2 separate regions of the Bombyx mori genome follow, and region 1 is linked to region 2. A link is a contact called in public Hi-C data. All regions are on one chromosome and are shown on one strand. The core of a region is the stretch at or near the end of the contact, and the rest is flanking DNA. Distances in the headings are between cores, read along the strand shown.

Region 1 (6,384 bases), core at 3,301-5,800, 34 kb after region 2:
CGTAAACAACAGAATTAATCAAGTTAGTCCCTTGATGGTGGTTCGGACAGAGCGAACTGGTTAACTAAATGAAAACGACACTAGAGTGCTCTCTAATCGAATTTCTGTTCCCTTCTTTACTCTGTATGGAAGTATTTGATTTTATTTTTTTGGTTACGTAAAAAAAAACGTTCGTTTTTTTTTTTCTACCTAAGCTGATAGCCTTAGGGGCTATTTCAGCGTAACCCTAACGTTTGTAGGTGAGCTCACGGGGCTCAAGCCTGATGACGTTGCTAACACGAACCCTAGCAAGAGCCGTGCTTCGCAGAATCTACCACCGGATCGGAAACGCGACCCACTGAGAAGATCCGGCGAGAAACTCAGTGGGCTGTGTCTGAGAGTTAATTTACTCGTCGAGCCCTTCGTCGCAAGCGACGGGTTCGACGAGAACGGTGACCGGTGCTTGAAGTACCTAAAAGCACCGTTAGTGGATCGGGAGGATCCGAGATGACGTGTTTTGGGCGACGTCGACTGCTTTCCATTCTGTCCGCAGGATCGGGAATGGAAAACGTTCGAAGAAATATAGTTTTTTACGAAAAAATAAATCTGTAATTAAATATAAACACACAATTTTCTTTATAACGATATTTATATTTAATTATAAGATTTTCAAACGCCTATCTGAGGAAAATTCCGAGTCCCAAAAAATATCATTCGTTCTGTTTGAAATATTATTTGATCTGTTCAATTAATTTTTACCTTTTTATGTATTCGTTCCCTAATCAGTAAATTATAATATTTTTCCCGGATCTCATGCCCGCCACAGGAGCTTTGGTGAAGCTTTGACAAATTGTTACGCTAAAATTAGAATCAAAATTCAATGCGCTATCTACCTTTTGTATACTCCCACACTCGAAAGATGAAATCAAACGAAACTCAACTACCCACACATTGCGTCTAAGCAAAACAGTATTTTAAAGATGGCGGATGAAAATGATTAATTAATTTACATGGACACACTGTACGGACTATAATTGCTGTTAGCTGTAAGTATTTGCGTTGAATGTATAGTTTGTCACTGAAAAGGCCTGCCGCTTGGAGCCAACACATAGTGGCGTTAAGAGGTTTGTAATGAAAGCTCACTTTAACAAATCTACTACATCAATATCGATGGTTCGTTGCGTCTACTAAATTGCTTTCAAGTATGTTTAATACCATCTAGTTATCGTGCTGCGTTTGTCTCGCAGCCAGATTGCTATTATCTCGTCTGCGAGAAGCTTGAATAGCCCCTTAGGCTACCAGCGAATAGGTAGGGAATAAAATGTTTTTAACGCATAACACTACGTTCGCCCACTGAGTTTCTCGCCGGATCTTCTCGGTGGGTCGCGTTTCCGATCCGGGGTTAGATTCTGCGAAGCACTGCTCTTGCTAGGGCCAGTGTTAGCGACACTTCTAGCTTGAGCCCCATGAGCTCACCTACACGTTCACGTGAAGCTTAAATAGCCTCTCATGGTTATCAGCAAAGGTAGGGAAAAAAGGGGTATGTTTATTGTGGCTTCAACGAAGCTTCGTGCCGATAGAGGTAGAGGTTAACTGCGTTTTATTGAAGTATTCACATATTTGGTCTTAGATTAAACGCAACTGCAAGTCCTTACCTTTCTACGGTCGAAGAGAACGCAGACCCGTCAAGCGGTCATGTTTTTTGACAGTTTGCTGGGGCTAGTACAAAATGTTTAAATAGAATCTCTTTGGTCGTGCGTCGGCATATTACAGGACATGTACAACGAGCTTAACGTAGGTTCGTTGTGTTGAGTTTACATGCAATATTAATAATACAATTGTGGTTTTGTGAACTTGTTTATTGTATTTAGCTAACAGTAGTCAATTATTTAAAATTATACATCACAGTCAATTTTTATTTAAAATTATACATTACAGTAAATTTTTATTTTCCCACACATTGTTCGTTACGAAGCACCCTACGTTTGCTTTTAAATTTCGAATTTCGATTCGTAAATTGGAAAATCGTAGGTATAAATTATGAAATGTCAAACTGTAAGATGAAATATTGCGTTTCGTGAACGCTTGCAAAGCAATCTTGGTCAATTACAGTAACCTTGCCGGTTTATTCGTGAGGATGTGGCGTCACCGGTACGATGGCAATGTCTGTTTCCTTTTTGTGAGCTGCTATAAGCATCGAAAAGTTTATCGAAAAGGATCTTATTAAGTATTAAAAAAAAAAATTACATATTTAAATACCAGTTTCGTTTAGGTATAAATCATTCACGCTTTGACCTTCAACGTTGCGTTATTTCGTTACGCGCAACATTACTAGAATACGAATTGTTTTTGTAAACAAAATAATCATCAATTTAAACAATCAATATCGAACACACGAGCCTAATTCGTTTCTTTCATCCAACAGGGTTGTCGGAACGTAAATCGGATCTATAAAAATAGTCAGATAGCCCATCGACCTTTCATCGTACAGGACGATAAGTGCGCGGACATCGAGACAAAGTCGAGGTCGTTAACCCCGGACTATCAGCTGACGACATCGGCCAAACCACGGAGAAATTATCTTTCACGCTTTATTTCGGTCGTTCACTGGCTCTATTGCCCTCCATATTTTCTAGTCACAAATAAAAAGTACGTTAACAAGACAGTTTTACTACATTATACTTGATTGCAGTGCAATAAATAGTATACTCAGATATTTATGTTGAGTGATTTCGAATGAGCGACATTATGAATTTGAAGCAACTTTGTTTCTCAGATTCTCGATCCCAATTCAAATGTGCATGTGTGAATGAATCACTTCCGACTAAAAACGTATTCTCGGTGTTTGACCTGTTTATTTAGTAGCATTCTTCGAAAGCCATGATGCGATTAATCTACACCACACTAGCGTTTTCGGAACGTATCAAATATTTTTTAGATACATTTACGTTCGAGTGACAACAACCGATAAATCATGGCCGACAGCGTTCTTTTATCGTGTTTGATTTGGAATTCGTAACAATTTTTCTCTGATACCGCGTTGGTCTACATATTTCTAGCACACAACGATGTCAAACTAGTTCAATTTCATTGCTTTCAACAAACATGTGATCGGATTGCTGCAGGTAAGGCGCAAAAATATCACGACCTACTTTATTGTTAGTGTACTGCTTCGCGAACACTAATAGCATCTAGCCTAAAAATAGACGATAATAACATTTGAAAACGTTTTGATTCAATTTTGATTATTTTTAATATAGTACTTAAAGCAGTTATAGTTAATTCTCGTTATAGCTTCAATTAAGGTGCATAAAAATAACAATGAAATGTTTGCCTTCATAATAATCTCACTTCGAGATCTTCTTTCTTTGTTAAGGTGTGTAGGTGGTTGTGATTTTCAATAAACGAATCTATTTCATTAATCTATCAACTTCACGCTTAATATGTTTGGATTTTTATACGATAAAAAAGAAACATGACACCTATATGTACTGTTTTGGATTTTTTTAATACCTACACAATAACCGAATTTCTAGCATTTATCGAAATAGTTAATGTTAATCAACACTAATAAGTTTTATATAATATACGAGAAATTCACAAAGGCTATCTGGTGACCCACCGTCGGATGATGATGTCGAAACTTCTCAAGTGGGCACTCGTAGTGTTCGATTTAAAAACCAGTCTCTGTGAGCCTTGAATCACTTGGCCACTTGCCACGCCTATTAGAAGCGCTGGAGAACATTTTAAGTCGAGTCGTTTGATCGAATCAATCGAAAGACTTCCTAATTAAAATATCTTTGATTTGTTCCCTTTTTATTCGGAAGCATTCGATGTTTGAAACGAATTGTTTAGTCGTACATCGATACGACGAGTTTAGTGACTACCTACTAAACATTAAACAAAGGCCAGATGTTCATCGGGCCGTGATTGAAGAACATTGTAGAGGTATCGCTACTTCCGCATACGTAATACGCTTTACTCAGATAATGGCATTGAATTGCATTTTATTAAACGCAAACTTTCCCGATTAATCTTCCGTAACTGGTGTGTTCTCTTAAATGTGACCCGAACATTTTGTTGCAAATTTTTATTTGTCGATTTCTAACAAGCACATCCGCGAATTGGCATCGACCGCAACGTTGGCTAACGGTACACATAAATTGCTTTGGACTTTAACTGTACACAATCTTCAGCAGTCTGAGAGACTAGAACTTCCGTAATAATATAAAGGTATTAGGAGAAAAATTCACTTATTTGCGTCCACGTATTCGATCACTCTTATAGTAGTATGAGTATTTACCTTGCAGAGAATCGGAGGGACAACGCCAACTCAGGCACGACGAGCGACGTCGTAGCGCAAATAACTCCACTACACTGTCCTCTCACAAATTCAACACAAATCCATTATCCGGAAACGATAAAACTATTAGGCAAATAACGATACGCACATTTCGTCCAGAAGTCTCAAACTATAGGCTCTTTTCAAGGAATACACGAATTAAAAGACGGATAAATCGTCAATGGGCGACGAAACAACCGCTCTAGAACGAACTTCGAGCTAAACTGACGAGTTGTGAAGGTAATATCTGTGCCTGGGCAGGGAGGGAGGGGGGGGGCGCTGTCGACAATGTGTCTCATTCGCTCTCGCCAGTGCTATACTGGCTATAGTTGCTATAGTTCATGCGTAGGTCGCGAAAGAATCCGATGGTCTACCGGAGTATGCCGACGATCGCCCATTATGAAACTAACTAAAGCTTAGGCTATTACTACTACACCTATGCGGCTTGTTGAATACCCCCACTTCTAGAAAGGGCATAAGTAGATCCGAAGTTGTAGCTACCAACCTTCATCATTCTTTCCGGAAAGGACTGATTCAGTTTAATAAAGATGAATTAACATGTGTTTATGATATAAAAACCAATATGACAGAAAACTATTTTCCGCATACGCAACAAGGTCATTTTACATTGAAATAATCGATTCTCACGAATTCTCATGTATTCGCATTAATTCTGAAAGTTTGTTTATCTTTATTATTTATTTAAATAGCTATGTATTTAACTTTACTCAGAGAAAGAAACTCTCGTGGAAGAACATCATCTTCCTACACACTTCCTATATTATTAGACAAAGATAAATTTCTTCAATGTTTATTTTTATTCTTTATTTTAACATATAGGGTAAGACTTTGTGGCTGCTAGACTGTGTCCCTGGCATTATTCCTGGCAGATCACTTACAATGAGGTGGGTCTTAGGTCAGTCCACCTTTCAGGAACTACAACTGAATAGGAATCTAGGTACTAAGATCGGAGAGGTTTCAATCCAAGAGCTCTGGTTGCGATGGCTATTTGGCCATACTTTTGATGATCTCACGACATGGTTTTTTTTTATAAGTTTAAATCGATGGACCCACACTATGTAGTTGAAATATAATTAATTTACAATACTTTACTATGTTTTATACAATTTTAAGTAGCTACTCGAAAACTTATTTAAACAACTTCATAATTAACTGCATTTTTTCCCGTAGTTTTAATCGAAATATTTATAACTTAATAACGAATGTCCACAGTTTAATTCATCCAACAACTCCGTTATGTGGCAATTTAATTTGCAACAAAAACTTAGACACGAAAGAAATTTCTCTGAGCATCGGCGTCTGTTTTTGCGCCATTCACGGTTGAATCACGTTCCGCGATACTGACAGGAAAACTGCTATTAATAATTAGATATTCGTTTTTATGCCAAAAGAAGAAAGATAGAGATGAGTTATAGCGTTGTCCCTTTTCACATAACAGAATTTATTGTAACTCGTGAATTTATTGCAGTAGTCGAAATTTGACTATAATTGTTACTATTGTTGATCGAAGCTATAATTAATTGAAATTATTAGTTTGAACATTATTAAGGTTCTATTGTCAAAGATTATTATACTTCTTTATTCACAGATTTCGCCAAGACCAGTCTATAGACAAATAATATGAAAGATAAAACAATATTAACCTATTTTCAATTTGACCACAGACTTTAAGCAATAACAAAAGTTTGACAATAAACATTTTCGTAAAAAGGGGTACAAAGTTTTTGCTTCACGTATTAATATATTATAGTTTTTTTTTTATGATTTAAAGGTTACTGGAGGCCCTGAGGCCTTTTCAGTTTCACCAGGACAGGTGGGCGAGCAAAAGCTCAGCCAGGCTTGCTAACAAGTAGTGATATTGCTGTTAGTTCGTCGTTCGACCATAGATAATACACATAATATCGTTCGACTTTCATGGCGGCGGTTCTTAGTTCGCACTGGCTGGCAATATTCGCACAACTTTCTGATGTCATTGTTCTGGCACCACGTGGGAACCAATTTTCTTTATTACCTGCAAATTTTTAGCTCATTGTAATATAATA
Region 2 (6,181 bases), core at 1,375-3,874:
TTGTTTTTTCTCAAATATTTTCTATTTTATTAAATAAGTAAAAATATTTACAATAAAAGAAAAAACAAGTCAAAAAATACAACTAAAATAATAATAATGAAAAATGAAAATAATCTTCTTATAGTAGATTTCGTATAACATCTGCCCACAGCAATGATGCTGAATGACGACCACGACCGCTCTGATAAGAGTGATGCGACAAAGGAAGGAGATTTCGTATCTTCCCAACACACATCAACTGCTCTCAAAAACAATTAACGTCATATAAGTCGCCGATAAGAAATACACAAATTTTATGACGTCTTAATTTAATATTAGTCCATTCCAGTTTTGTAAGTTTCAGGAGTCTCAGATTTGAATAAATGGGCACGAGAGTATAGAGAGGTTCCACCTACTCTTATATTACGAACATAAGATACATAGACATTATACATACGAAGATTGGTCGTAGGACCTCTTGTGAGTACGCGCGAGTAGGTACCACCATCCTGCCTATTTCTGCCGTGAAGCGGTAATGCGTTTCGGTTTGAAGGGTGGGGCAGCCGTTGTAACTATACTTGAGACCTTAGAACTTATGTCTCAATGGCTGGCGCATTTACGTCGTAGATGTCTATGGGTTCCAGTTACCAATTAACACCAAGTCGGCTGTGAGCTCGTCCACCCATCTAAGCAATAAAAAAAATAAGTTGGAGAATAAGTAGATAAATGGGTATTTTATCCAAGCCAAATTTTAATGTAACAGAACAATTATATTAGTTTTGATTAATTTATAAAAAAGGTGTTATCACAAGAAAAATATTGATAACATTGTATGCCAATTTTTTAACATACTCTCTTATTGGCTTGACCTGTATCCATCTCGCAACGTTTATTTCGCCAACTTCAAGAGGTTTGATAAATTTGGAATTTTTATACGTACAAAGGACAATTTTACGTAATTCTTATAATAATACTCGTATATAATTGGACATCTATATATTAATATGTGAAGCAAAAACTTTGTATCCCTTTTTACGAAAATTGCGCGGACGGAGGAGTATGAAATTTCCCACACTTATAGAAAATATAGTGAAGAAGTGCACAATCCTAATATTTTTTTTAAAATAATGCGTAAAAGATACATTAAATCAGTAAAGAAAACATTACACACACTACATACCATGTATTTGACGCACACACGCATGCATACTATTTATTGTCAAACTTTTGTTCTTGACGTCTGTTGTCAAATTGAAAATAGATTAAATATTGTTTGTCTTTGTTAATATTTTTTATAGTGTAGTCTTGGCGAAATTTGTGATTATAGAAGTATAAAATACAATCATAATAGTGTACAAACTTACAATTCCAATTAATTATAGTCGAATTTCGACTACTGCGGGACCTCTAGTTATGATTAATTAAACCTAAAATTAATTGATGATACGGACTTTTTTGGTTTTCAAGCTACGTTCATTTGGTAAATTCTCAACGATGCTTTGTCTTTAATGATATTATTATAATTGTACGCCTAATATTATGCTAACTACCGTTGTCAGTAAAAGCGACCTACGCAAGTAACATTTAAAAAAATATTCGTCGTGTTCATTCTTAAATTAATCTAACGGAACTTTTACTACATAACTTTATTCCATTTCCCCCTTACGTTTCTATTCTTTAACATCAATGATTTGAATACCCCGTTTAATTACGGTTATATGTTAAGAAATAAAATACGTTAATTATTATACTTAATTAATAACGTAACTATAATGTATTATATTTTCTAGTTTTCGCAAGCCGTAGGCATAATTAAAACTAGTTTTACGGTTTAATCTCGCATTTATTATTTTCATTTTATTATTTCCAATGTTTCGAATACTTTTGAGTTTACAGTTACTTCAGCAGGTTTTATTGTAATAGAATTGGGTCGTGAGGTACTTTGCTCAACTACAGCATTAAACAGTTCTTAATATAATGGGTACCTTACGTTTGGCTACTTCAAGAGTGCTCACGATGTATTAGAACTATTATCACTGATAACCATCCACTGAGTTCCTCGCGGAATCTTCTCAGTGGGTCGCGATTCCGATCCGGTAGATTCAGCAAAGCACTGCTGTTGCTAGGGTTAGCAATTCTCTCAGGTTGAGCCCGTGAGCTCACCTACCGGTCTGTGCGAAATTCAAATACACATATTAGGCTACCAACGACTAGATAGGTAAAAATATAAACTGATAATGACATAAACGAAGTTTATGAAAAAAAAAAAAGAGTTTCGTTACATAAAATTAACAGTATTTTTCCTATTATACTCTAATCAATAAGGAAACATCACAATCACATTAACTACTCGAAAAAATTAACGACATTTATAGTTTATTATTTAATTAGGTACATTTGTTTTCGGCGGTGGTATCGTATACTGAGTTTTTTTTTTCGAAATTTCTCAATGCACGATTCACGACTTCACTTACTTCACAATTAGCAAACTAAAATGTATACTTTTATTTTTATAGACCGAAATTTCCTGTATTCAATTGTTATGTATTACGTTGATTACGTGCGCAATAAACTTACAAAGATGTAACAACGAGTCTGCTAGCATAGCACAGTAGTACATTTCAAATGCAATTGTGTAAACGAACGAACTGCAAACGAGTTAGTAGTTGCAACATCGGTCACCGGGCCAATGTCGTACGCTGTTCACTGGTTTTACTTATATAAGTACGTATAACCTTTTATCGAATAATGAAGTCGATCTTTTTTTGTAACTATTTCCCCATTTTTAGTTGGTTTTACAAGCAATGTATTGATTGTATAATTTATTAGCAGTTGTGTTTAAATTGTATGCATAATACGTATGTAAATATGATACAATTAAGTAATTAGAAAGAAAATAACGAGTCCTTTTTTCGTAATGGACGTTCAGTATCGAGTCTACGCTCCGCGTGATCTTAACACGTCTTATGTAATTTAAATAAAAAGTTAAACCTATTTGCCATGAGTTAACACCTTTCCTATGTTGATTCAACGTATAGACTTATCATGAACAAATTTGGGGTATAAAACCAAGTTTACGATAAATATGAGTCACCGATGTCGAAACCTGTGTGTGTGTGCAACTTTGTATTCTAAGAAATTCAATAATACGGTGTTTATTATTTGTGTTAGGAATGTAAGCATTATAATCCCGACATATAATATCACTTCGAGAAACGACGCGTATAATGATAGACAGAAAATAAAAAATAAGGCTAAAAGTGTAATAATAGGTATTCCGAAAATTTTATCTTTCAACAGCTACAAGAAAATGGTTTAAACGTTCATTGCTAGATCTGCTGACGTTGGCATTTTCTAAAATACTTTCATTTACGTAGTATAAAAATATAATTTGTACATCCGTGCTTTTGTGTAATAGGCAGCCCTAATACTATTGAGTTAATAACTCGAAAATTTCTGAAAATAATTTAAGAACGACACATTTAAACCAGCGTGCGACAGCCTGTTTATTAATTCGGATTTTAACCTACTTTGTGTTCGATTTGGTACATTTTGAAAACGATAAGCATGTTTCGTGTTCAAATCTTTCAATTACATTCGTTAGCCTAATTAATTGATTTCGTCGTAGATTAAATACGTCTTATTTCTTTTTTTTTTTCCTACCTAAGCTGAGAGCCTTGAGAGGCTATTTCAGTGTAACCCTAACTTTTGTAGGTGAGCTCACGGGGCTCAAACCTGATGACGTTGCTAACACGAACCCCAGCAAGAGCCGTGCTTCGCAGAATCTACCACCGGATCGGAAACGCGACCCACTGAGAAGATCCGGCGAGAAACTCAGTGGACTGTGTCTGAGAGTTAATTTACTCATCGAGCCCTTCGTCGCAAGCGACGGGTTCGACGAGAACGGTGACCGGTGCTTGAAGTACCTAGAAGTACCGTTAGTGGATCGGGAGGATCCGAGATGACGTGTTTTGGGCGACGTCGACTGCTTTCTATTCTGTATGCAGGATCGGGAATGGTTAGACCGACGATTACCAAAGACGTCTGTCTATCGAACCCCAGCGGTCGAGTGCAGTGTGCTTAGCGCGAGTTTTTTTAACATTCTCGATCGCGTAAAAGTTAACTCCAATTTGTATTGAGTTGGAACGTGTGCCTGCGTTTGCCGTTAGGGGCGCTGTTCCAACTGCATACAAATTTGAATAACTTTTACGCGATCGAGAACGTTAAAAAACTCGCACTAAGCACACAGATTGCAACGGATCCAAACGAGCAAAAAAAGATCCACTACAGTGGAATATGTTTTAAGAAACCGTATCTATACATTTTTTTGTTTTCAATGAATAACTCACACACAAAGATAGCTTACGTGATGTTTCCTTATAGAAATAAATTTGGTTATCGATATTTATAAATCAATAATAAGACTATTTCTTAAGTAAATTTGTATTTCATTTTTAGATGTTCCGACGTGATATCTACATTCGTTCCTTACGAATGACGAATGGACGTTTCGTGTTGGAGGCCAAGATGCTTATCGGATCGTTGAGCCACTGTAGGAAGTAAATTTATTTTGATTACCGTTGAAAGCATAAGGCACTCGTGAGTGAGTGATCACTGTCGATGACGGACGTTAGTAATACCATAGACAAGCCGATACCTACGTTACATAAGCTCAGGGCCTACCGATTATTGAAGGATTTATTGGAGCCCATGGACTAAACAAATTGAGTCCCAAGATACCTTGAGACACGACGTGTAAGTTTCAATTGTATTACGAGTATATAACTTTGCGAAAGTAAAAGATGATATTTCCTACCCACCTATTACCACTAGTAAAAATAATAATCAGTCTACCCATCAGAAGATTCCTGCACGACGCCCCAACTTTTCTCCAGATACTTTTAATATTTCCCTGTCGTCAGTGAGTCTTCGTTTGTAAGACCATTAAAATAATCAAATCGAGTTAACCACTGTTCGCTTGGTGGTCGCCATTCGACCAAAATCACTAATGACTCAAGACTTCATTCATTTTATGTATTACATTTTCGGTTTTGTTTTGGTCATATTTTGATAAAATAGAAAAAAGTGGCAGGAATCGTGGTCGACAACCGGACGGACGCCAGTATAAATAAATAATTCAAACATTACGTTAAATTTATTGTATTCGTTGGGAGTCAGAGGAGGCATTTAATGTTATCGCCCGGAGATAACGTTAGAGACTTATTGAACCTTGATTGTGGTAATCGCATATCGAACGTTGCGGAAATAACGCGTGCCTACTATTTATTATTGTACGCGGAAATAAGAACCATTCGGATAATTCGGAATTTATTTCGACAATAATACAATTGTTTCCATAAGGAAAATTAACCACATAACAAACTTATATCATTTTTATTTATTTATTCACAACTTCGTATTCCATAGAACAAACAATGATGAAAATGATGATTATAGAATCATTAATTTTAAACACGTTGACGTTTCATAGTTAAATTTTTAATATTTTTTAATTTCCATTTTATTTATTTCCTAAATTGGTGGACTAGCTCATAGCTCATCTGATGTTAAGTGGTTACCGGAGCCCATAGACATCTACAATTGAATTTGAATTTGACCCTTCAAACCGAAACGCATTACTATTACTGCTACACGGCAGAAATAGGCAGGGCGGTGGTACCTACCCGCGCGGACTCACAAGAGGTCCTACCACCAGTAATAATAACAGAAGAGAATAATTTTAAAAAGAGCTAGAACACAACGCGCAAAAGTCTTAACGCGGAAGTATAGGTAGGTGAAAGTGGGGTGAAAGCTGCCGCGTGCAACATTTACCTAATAGCAATAGCTGCGCGGAGGCCGGTGCACATTACATCACACGCCACAAAATGTGAAAGTCAATGTTACATTACTTACCCATATTGGTATTTCAAATTATTTTACTGGAACGATATACCGTCTTCATGACGTGACGCATGAATTGAGTACAATAGATTAATGTCGTATTCATTAAAACCGCTATCAAGCTTAAGCCAGATCTATAATTATATTTATAATTTATAGCACATGTTTTGATAAATATACATAGACTCGATCAATAAATTTCGGAGATGTTAGTAACTATTTGAAGTTTTTGGTGGGAGTTGAGATGGGATATTCTGTTCCAATCACTAGAGTATAGAATTTTTAACGTGTCCTTGAACGT

Evidence for each region. A called contact is a pair of places that touch in the nucleus more often than the background predicts.
Region 1: a contact with region 2 is called in a Hi-C map of posterior silk gland, with 1.6 times the contacts expected there. The contact joins the promoter of LOC101735345 here to the enhancer-like site in region 2. A contact is called at or near these places in 4 of 7 Hi-C or Micro-C datasets (middle silk gland, posterior silk gland and whole pupa).

What each region holds. Positions count from the first base shown.
Region 1 is chr9:12,613,173-12,619,556 of ASM3026992v2, forward strand. LOC101735345 reads right to left here and starts at 4,551. Exons shown (of 8, transcript XM_012694728.4): 1 at 4,283-4,551. It overlaps LOC134199437 (a long non-coding RNA gene), which reads left to right and starts at 2,039. Exons shown (of 2, transcript XR_009973921.1): 1 at 2,039-2,206; 2 at 2,405-2,640.
Region 2 is chr9:12,580,712-12,586,892 of ASM3026992v2, forward strand. The region is part of intron 2 of LOC101735345; the gene reads right to left. Among protein-coding and RNA genes, the nearest start is that of LOC101747138, 30 kb to the left of the region's middle. Within about 2 kb of position 2,625, at least 3 of the 8 cell types and tissues checked have open chromatin away from gene starts, as enhancers often do.